2 separate regions of the Sus scrofa genome follow, and region 1 is linked to region 2. A link is a contact called in public promoter capture Hi-C data. All regions are on one chromosome and are shown on one strand. The core of a region is the stretch at or near the end of the contact, and the rest is flanking DNA. Distances in the headings are between cores, read along the strand shown. Region 1 has its middle 55 kb from the start of LAPTM4A. Region 2 holds the start of SDC1 (syndecan 1).

The links. Promoter capture Hi-C pulls out the DNA fragments that hold promoters and counts their contacts.
Region 1: a promoter capture Hi-C map of fetal liver shows a contact between it and region 2, with 4 times the contacts expected there. The contact joins the enhancer-like site here to the promoter of SDC1 in region 2. A contact is called at or near these places in 2 of 5 promoter capture datasets (fetal liver and liver) and 9 of 47 Hi-C or Micro-C datasets (embryonic fibroblasts, fetal liver, fetal skeletal muscle and 4 more).

Annotation. Positions count from the first base shown.
Region 1 is chr3:118,094,681-118,099,353 of Sscrofa11.1, reverse strand. No RefSeq gene overlaps it. Among named protein-coding and RNA genes, the nearest start is that of LAPTM4A, 55 kb to the left of the region's middle. Within about 2 kb of position 2,098, at least 4 of the 83 cell types and tissues checked have an H3K27ac peak or open chromatin away from gene starts, as enhancers often do. A contact at or near this core is called in fetal liver, where this site is marked.
Region 2 is chr3:117,984,610-117,989,177 of Sscrofa11.1, reverse strand. It overlaps SDC1 (syndecan 1), which reads right to left and starts at 1,593. Exons shown (of 5, transcript NM_001243190.1): 1 at 1,270-1,593. The coding sequence starts at 1,335.

The DNA.
Region 1 (4,673 bases), core at 849-3,348, 110 kb before region 2:
TGAGCGTGTACACACACACACACACACACACACACACACACACGAGGAACCGTCCCTCCTGCTGTTGGTGTTGTTACTCTCTCTGGGTCCAGCAGTCCATTTCTCTGTAACATGCTGTCACTATCAGGGATCATTGTCCCTGTTAGGGACTGAACTCTGTCCCCCAAATTGGTATGTTGACCCCCTAAGCCTGAGTTCCTCAGAATGTGACCATTTTTGGAGATAAGGGGGTGATTAAGGTGAGATGAGGGTGGGGCCCTAATCCAGTGTGACTAATGGCCTCATAAGAAGAGGGAAGACACCGGGAAAGGCCACATAAGGTGTCAGGCCAGACGCAGAGGCCCAGGAGACACCAGCCCTCCTGATACCTTCATCTCAGACTTAGATGATTTTGAACCATGAGAAAATACATTTTGTTGTTTAAGCTCCTCACTCTGTGGTGCGTTGTTGCGGTGGCCTCAGGACACTAGTACAGGCACAAAGGCTCACCCATAAGCTGTCCTTGCTTGTTCTGGAAGCTCCTTTCAAAGCCTCCTCGCAGGGGAGGCTTCCCTGGACCTGGGCCCCGCTGGGTGAGGGCGTGTCCCTTGCCAGCCCTCAGGTTTGGGGCGAGGTCACCCCCTCACCATCTCCTGCAGAGTGGCTCCTTCCCAGCCTGACCAAGAGCCCCTCAGCCTCCCTGGCACTCAGGGCCTCTCTCTGGTCAGCCTCCTGGCAGCTGGGTCTGCTCCTGCCCAGCAGGGCTTGGTGAGCCCGTCAGCAGGAGCCGGGAGCCAGCTGTGCGCGTCCCTCTCCTGCTCAGCTTCTGGGCCCATAACCCACTTGGCCTATTCTTTCTCTTGGTTCCCAGCCAAACTGAGAACCCCTTCGGGAAGGCTCAGCACATTTTCCCTGAGATGAGCTTCTCAAAGTGCTACCATGGAGTTCCCGTTGTGGCTCAGCAGAAATGAATCTGACTAGCATCCCTAGGGATGCAGGTTCAATCCCTGGCCTCACTCAGTGGGTTAAGGATCTGGCGTGGCCATGAGCTGTGGTGTAGGCTGCAGATGCGGCTCAGATCCCAAGTTGCTGTGGCTGTGGTGTAGGCTGGCAGCTACAGCTCTGATTGGACCCCTAGACTGGAAACCTTCATATGCCGCAGGTGCGGCCCCCACAAGACAAAAAGACCAAAAAACATTCTTCCAGATCCAGCTAGGTTCCCACTCTTCGTCTAGCTGCCCAGGGCCCTCAGGAGGCTCCCAGAGGCAAAGGACGGGTGGAGACGAAGAGGATCAAGAGCACAGGCGTGCGGGCCTCAGGCCCAGACCCCCAGGGGACAGCTCTCCATCAGCCCACCTTCGGCCTGAACCAGGACTGGGGGCCCTGCTGGAAATAGCATGACCCCGGACTGGCGGACCTCTGACCCTGCCGTCAATGAGGTGGCCATTCTGCTTGGAGGGCCCTAGCCTGAGGTCAAGAGCCTCACCACGGCTGGTGAGGCACTGAGGCCGTGCTCCAGAGGCTTCTCTGGCCACGGAGAGGTCACGACCAGGAGGTCATGAGAGAAGGCGGTCAGGCTGGTGCCCCCACAGGATCCCGAACTTAATTAACACCAGCCCTTTTGTGCCCGATCAAGGAAGGAAAGGGCTTGCTTTCTTTCCTCGGCCCCTGAGGACTCTGTCTGCCCTCCCCTCTCAGGAGGCGCTTCCTTTGAACCCGGAGAACTTCCGGGGGCCCTCCCGGAGCTGGGCTCCGTCATCCTGGCTGCCCTGCAGGGAAGGGGCAGGGGAGGGGCGCGTCAGTCTGGTCAGGTGGGAGGTGAGGTTTTTCCGCCCTTGGGCGGATGGTGGCCCTCATGTGTTCCTTTATTCGAGAAGAAGTTACGAAGCATCCCTGTGAGCAGCCTCTGTGCTAGGCTCTGATCCCTGGGGTGGCTGGGAAAGTCGTGGAAAGGCCCCGTTGTTTGCCCAGGATGGATGACTAACCTGGGGGCTGAAGGGGCCCTTTCTCCGGAGGCAAGTGGATGCCTGACCGTGAGGGAGACACATACGCACCCCAATAAAATGCCTCTGAGAAGCTCTTTGTGGCTGGACTGTTTGTCTTCCGAGCACAGGGGCCAGGACCCCGCCCCATGTGTGGTATCTTTGTGTTCCCAGGCCCACCACGTGGGCGTGGTTGCTCTAGGCCATGCTGCGGTGGGGGGGCGGTGTGTGTGGTGAGGGTTGGGCAAGCAGGGAGCAGCTTTCAGTACCATGACCTCACCCTCGAACCCACCCCCAGTGGTCCTCCTTGGCCAGTGAAAGGGCTAGTGTTTCTTTCTTTTTTCTTTTGTTTTTTTGTTTTTGTTTTTTGTTTTTTTTTTTTTTTGGTCTTTTTATGGCTGAATCAGTGGCACATGGAAGTTCCCAGGCTAGGGGTCGAATCGGAGGTACAGATGCCAGCCTACACCACAGCCACAGCAATGCAGGATCCAAGCCGCATTTGCAACCTACACAATTCTCAGCAACGCTGGATCCTTAACCCACTGAGCGGGGCTAGGGATCGAACTGGCATCCTTATGGGTACTCGTCTGGCTCTTAACCCACTAGCCATAATGGGAACTCCTGTCCCTGGCCTTTTCATTCCACCTTCTTCTCTGTCTTCTAATTCTACGTGTCTTTTAGCTGATCGGTTTGTTTCCTAATACAAGGAGAAAACAGAAAATATTGGCAGGAATCCCATTTTCCCCTCCCCCTTTAAAACGATAAGCCTCCTGGCATCCGTACCCATCTCCTGCCCACCATCCCGGGTCCTAGATAAAGGAGCTTGTCTCGAGCTCTGGATCCCACTCCTTTTGCCTTCCGAAGATCCCTGCCCGTGACATGGCTTATTATCTAGGCTCCTTCATCGTAATTTCCCCGTTCCATGGGATCTTTCTCATCAGCATACAGAAATTCTCTACAAGCTCCCATCTCTTTAAAAAGAAACATCAGGGGAGCTCCCTGGTGGTCTAGGGGTTAGGACTTGAAGCTTTTACCACTGCGGCCTGGGTTTAATCCCTTGTCTGGGAACTGAGATCCCACATCAAGCCACTACGAGTTGCGGCCAACAAAACAAAACAAAAAATAAACCAAAAAACCCCCCAAACACAGACAAAACAAACACAAAACTACCCCCTTGCTGCCCCTCTCCCTCAGCAGCTACTGCTCCAATGGTTTGCTGTGCATCACAGTAGAATTACCTTAAGAAGCTCTTTCTGCCCGCTTCTCTCGCTTATTCACTGCCCTTCCTCCACACCCACCCCCGGGGTGCCCATTCCCACCACTGCACTAAAACCGACCTTGTCAGAATCTCCATGACCTTCACCTTGTTGAAGCCTGGGGTCAGTTCTCTGCCCAGCTGTTGGATCTGTCAGCAGCCCTGGGATGGTTGGCCCTGCCTCCTCCTTGAAAGGTCGCCTTCTCCTGGCTTTGGCGGAAACCACCTCCCCACTTTCCTTCTCTCTCTGCCTGTCCCTGTTGGTTTCGGTCAACCTCTACCTATTGATATGTGTCCACTTCTCTTCTTCCTCTAGACGCTTCCTAGAAGGCCTCCCCGGGGCTTTAAGACAACTCGTAGGCTGATGCCTCCCGCACTTGCGTCTTCAGCTCTAACCCTTCCACCGAGGCTCACGTCACTTGTCATCTCCATTTGGGCATCTACCAGGCATGGCAAAATTAACACAGGCCACACTAAAACTGTTAACGATCTGGTCTTTCCCATCTTGGTAACTGGCACCAGCATGGACTCGGCCTCTCAAGCCTGGAGAGCATCCTGATCCCCAGTTCCTCTTCCTCACCACGTGGGATTCATCGCCAAGTTCCGTGAACTCCGTTCCATGGCTCTCAACCCCTCCTTTCTCTTCCATGTCCATGGCTGCCACAGTCTCACCCACGTGGCTCTCAGGGTCTCCCCGTTCTCTCGTCCCCTACGATGCAGTCTACGCCACAACCAGAGTGATCCGTAAAGGTTTTAAATGAGATCAGGTCCCTTCCCAATTGTGATTTGAATAATACCTGGATTCCTTACCATGGCCAAAATTCTCTACCAGTTAGGGCTTCTACTTGCCTCTCTGTCTTCAACTCTCCCCACCCCTCCTCTACATCAGCCCCCTGCTGTTCAAACTGGGGGAGCAGAACGTGGCTCCACCTTAAGCCCCCAGCTCTTCCCCTGTTTAGAATATTCTCCTGCCCATCTTTGCCCAGAATAAACGTCACCTCCCTAAAGTGGCACCCTGCGGGCTCTCTCGCTGCACTGTCCTGATTTTTTTTTTTTGATTCATTGCACGTATCAGCAATGAAATGACAAGTTTTGAGTATTTGGGACAGTTGCTTTGGGGGCTTGTTTCGTTTTGCTGTGCCTATGGGATGTGGAAGTTCCCAGGCCAGAGCTCGAACTCGAGCCACAGCAGTGACAATACTGGATCCTTAACCCCACCTGAGTATCTGTTTATTTGCTTGTTTTCTCTCCACGCACTAACATGGAAGCTCCAGGCAGGCAGGGAACTCCTCTGTCATGCTCACAGCCATAGCTCCTGCATCTAGAACAGAGCCTGGCACATTAATGGGGGTTGAATAAATAGCTGTTGAGTAAATGAACAAGTGGACACCAGGCAGTGGGGATAAAACCAAAACAGGATCTGACAAGGTCCCAGCCCCTGGGAAGCTCAAATACGG
Region 2 (4,568 bases), core at 344-2,843:
GGGATGGCCGACCTGGCTCACACGGAGCAGAGGAGAGGACCCTGGGACTCGGGCACCGGCTGTGGGGGCTGTGGGGGTGGACGTGAGCACCCGGCGGCCAGCGCTGACACCTGGCGGCAGCCCAGGTCTCAGCCCATAGTAGGCTGGAGCCGCGGGGCGGTTCCCAGGAAAGGGTTACCGGGGCCGAGAACAAAGCGCCCCCTTTGGGGAAGGCGGGCCAGCGGACGGCGGCTGGGGCGGGAGAGCACTTTCTGGGGACCCTCCGGATCTCTTTGTCGGCCAGATCCCTCTTTAGAGGCGACCCACCCCTCTCCAAAGGTGGGTGCTGGAGTTCTACCCCACGGCCTCCCCCCAGCTTCGGGCTCCACGTTTGTCCCCCTTTTCTTCTAGCTCCACTGGGCGGGCCAAGGGACCCGCCTTCCCTCCGCGCTGCTCCAGCACAAAGCCAGGCCGGGGGAGGGGTAAAGCCATTCCCGGGTCCACTCGCGTGGAAGCAGCCCGCGCGCCCCGACCGTGCCCAGCGCAGGCTCTCGCCCCTCCGCAGGCAGCACAACTTCAACAGCCCAGAAGTTGGGTTCCTGCGGGTCTCTTGCGTTCCGAGGCCAACTTCCCGGAACCTCCTGCTACACCCGGCCTGGCTCCGTTCGGCCAGCCAACGGACAGCCGAGACCCCACCTCTGTCCGCCCGCCCCGGTCGTCCTCGCAGCCCTGGCTGGGGCTCCTTAGTGCACACGCCCGCCTGCTCCCGCGCCGATTCCGCTGCTCCCAAACTTGCCTCTGCCAGAGGGGCCGGGCGCTCCGGCTCGACCGATCTGGTTTGAATTAGGGTCCGCGGGCGGGGCGTATTAGCCGCGATCTCGGCATCCTCCTGGGTCACCGGCGAGGGGCCCTGCCGCCGCAGTGCCCGGGGTGACTGGGTGGGAGCCGGCGACCCCAGGAGCCGCCGCTGGCTGGCTGGCTCTTTCGCCACTGGAGCCCTTTTACGTAATTGAGCTCGGGGCCCCGGCGCAGGCTCTGCTCCACGGGACGCCCCAAGCCTCCTCCCGGAGCTGCGGAACCCACGGCCCCCCCCCCCCATTCCCCGACGGCGGAGGCAGTTGGGTCAAGAGCCCTGATTTCGGGGCTCCTAGTCTCCCCGCCAGCCTTGCTAGCGCGGGAAGAGGGGAAGTCCCCGCTTCCCCTCCCCCTCCACGTGCGGTCGCCGGTATCGGCCGATCCGCCAGCCCCGGCTTCCCGCCACCTCCCGGCCAAGCCCCCGGCCGCACTCACCAGGAGGGCCGGCTGCAGGCGCAGCGCCAGCGCGCAGAGCCAGAGCCAAAACGCCGCGCGCCTCATGCTGCCCGGACCAGCGGCGGGAGCGCAGCGGGTTGCGCGGGTCAGGGGTGCGCGGCGCTGAGCCGTCTGCGCGAGGCTCCGAGTCGGCTCTGCGGGTTGCGCTGCGCCCAGCTCCCTTGAGCGATGCCCAAGCGCGCTGCTGTCCTAGGCGAGGGCTGCGGGGTCCCCTGGCTGCAGTCCTCGCTCTGGTGCTAGACTCCTCCGGCTCCGCTCAGCTACCGCTAGCACCTCTCCCGCCGAGCTCCGCCTTATAATAAACCCGCAGGCCCTTAGCCGTTGCAAAAAACTCGCCCCCCACCCCCAGCTCGCCAGGTCTCGGGGCCAGCCCCAGTCCCCACCCCCTAGAGCCCCGCCCCCTAGAACCCCGCCCCGCCCCCTGAGCCACAGGCCCGGCCCCCAAGGAACGCCCCAAGCCCGGCTCCCCAGCCCCGCCTCCGCACCGCGCCAGGGAAGCCGAGCCTCGCCTACCCCCAGGGCCACGGTCCCCGCGCGCCGCGGTTCCCCGGGTTTCGGCTCTGCTGCTCCGGTGTTCCCGGGGGTTGGGGACTGGTCGCACCCCCCTACCGCCCTGGCCAAGGGTTTTGAGGCTCTGCCCGGGAGACTGGCGGGAGGGGCGGGAGTTGGTCCTCGATTGCTGGCGCCAGTCTGCAGCGCCCTCTGGGCGTGAACACCGAGCCCCCTCCAGGTGCGCTGGACTCCCGGATCCGGGCGGGAACACTTTCTGAGGCTGTGCGGGGGCCCGAAGTGATGGGCCCTTAAATCAGTGGCCCCTTCCCTGGCTGCGGATGGTGCTCTCTGCGCCCTCTCACCCTACACCCCAGCACTAGTTTCCACATGCGCTGGCCTTCTGCCAGTGCTGGAAACTAGGGGCCTTACTTTAAACAGCTGGACACGCCCAGGAAGGGTTGTTTAAAAAAATTAAAAAATTTTAAAGGACTTTTCAGTGTCTTTTGATAGAAAGCAGTGCCCTCTCTCTTCATTCTCTGAGTCAAAAGGAAAAGTAAACAGCCTTGGGCCCAGGTGACTTCCAGCCTGCAGGTCTGAGAAGCACCACTGGCATTTTTGCTCCTTCGTGATTCCCTGAGGGGCCTTAGACCTCAGTGGTGCCATCAGCAATCCCGAGCCTCTGTGTAGGTGTTCAAAGACCATGGAAGGTCTGTAGAGCAAATGGCCTTGAACGAAAAGGGGAAGAACCTGCCGGGCCCTGCCTGCAATGTGACCTTGGACCTGGAGACCAAAGATACCGACTTCCCCACCCACCGTCCCCATCTCCGCCTGCAGAGCCTCCTGCAGGTTCTTAAGGCCTGAAGCAGTTCTCTTAGGCCTTGATTTCAAGGATCATCTAACCGCATGGCACCAGGCAGGACCTCTCCAAGGAGTTCAGGGCGTCCTGACAGGTTAAAGGGCCCTTTGAATAGAAAGCCATGAGGGTGTTTGCCAGGGGCTGGCTCATAGTCTGAAGTCAGCTCTCTAGCCCTTTCAACTCAATATGGAGGAAACATAGGTCAGTTTGGAATTTTGCTTTTCTCTCCTCCACAAAACAAAGAAAACTGGGGTCAAGGAATATTTGTTAGAGCCTCTTTATATTATAAAAATGACCCGTTGAGGGAGTTCCCTGGCGGCTCAATGGGTTAAGGATCTGGCATTGTGACTGCTATGGCTCGGTTTCAAGGGTTTTGATCCCTGGCCTGGGAACTTACACATGCCATGGGTGCAGCCAAAATAAATAAATAAATAAAATAAAAATGACCAGTTTATTTAGAAATTTACTCTTTCAAGCTGAGTAAATTTGCCTTAGTAAATCTGGGCCGATTAGGAAGAGGAGGAGCCCTAAGGAGGACACGTACACTGAGAGTGGAGGTAGAGGGTCAGGGTTTGCCTTGACCCAGCTGACTGCTGGCCTGCTTGCTTCTTCTCCCAGCCCGGGTTCTGCAGGAAAATCTCTCCCTCTCAGAAGCTCTTGAAGTCCCATAGTACCCAGGACCTGGGCCTCCTCAAACCCCTGTGGCCCCGTGGAATGCCACAGGAACATCAGCCCGTTTGCACTGCTGTGGCCAATCTGTCTGCACTCATCGGTTCCATCCTTGGGATCCCCCAAACCTCCTTAGATCTGGCAACTAAAGAGTTAAGTCTGGCTGAGCTCGGGCCCTCAAGCCCCCCCATCTGGAGGCACTAAGGCAAGGCCTTTGTTCTGATTTGTGTTCCTAATATGGGTTGTTATTATTATTACTATTATTTTGCTTTTTAGGGCTGCACATACAGCCTATGGAAGTTCCCAGGCTAGGGGTTGAATCACTGCGGCAGCTGCCTGCCTACGCCACAGCATCAAGGGATCTGAGCCATGTTTTCAATCCACACCACAGCTCACGGCAACACCAGATCCTTAACCCACTAAGTGAGGTCAGCAATCGAACCGCATTCTCATAGATACTAGTCGGTGTTTGTGGGAGTTCCCGATGTGGCACAGTGGTTAACGAATCCTACTAGGAACTATAAGGTTGCGGGTTCCGTCCCTGGCCTTGAGCAGTGGGTTAAGGATCTGGTGTTGCCATGAGTTGTGGTGTAGGTCACAGACACGGCTTGGATCCCTCGTTGCTGTGGCTCTGGCGTAGGCAGGCGGCTACAGCTCGGATTAGACCCCTAGCCTGGAACCTCCATATGCCGCGGGAACGGCCCAAGAAAAGGCAAAAAGACAAAAACAAACAAACAAACAAAACTAGTCGGTGTTCGTTACTGCTGAGCAGTAACTTCTGCTTGTCTAATTTTTTAAATTAGAAGATGCTTTCGACCTCAGCTGCTAGCTTCCCCTCAAGTATTGAATAATAGACATTTATTGCATGTGCCTGTATTACCCACTCACCAACAAAAACCTCACAGCACTGGAACTTAAGCCCTTCCCACTCTTTGGCTTTGTCATCTCCTTTGTGGCTCCATCTTCGAGATGGTGGCAAGATGCCAGTATAGTTTCTAGCCAACAGAGCTAACACAGCCACTCCCAGAAATGAGGCCACCTTCCAGTAGTGTCTTTCTTAGGAGTTAGGAAATAGCTCCCTGAAGAATCCCCTACCCCCAACATACACACTTTTCTCCTCATCTCTCTGGCTTGAAGTGTGTCCCACACCTTCATGAATCCATCAATGGCAAGGGGAGTTTGAGCATCCGTGTGGACATAGATTAACCTCCTAGGAGCTTGGATTTGGGGGAGTCAATGCCATGTCCACTAAATATTTTGA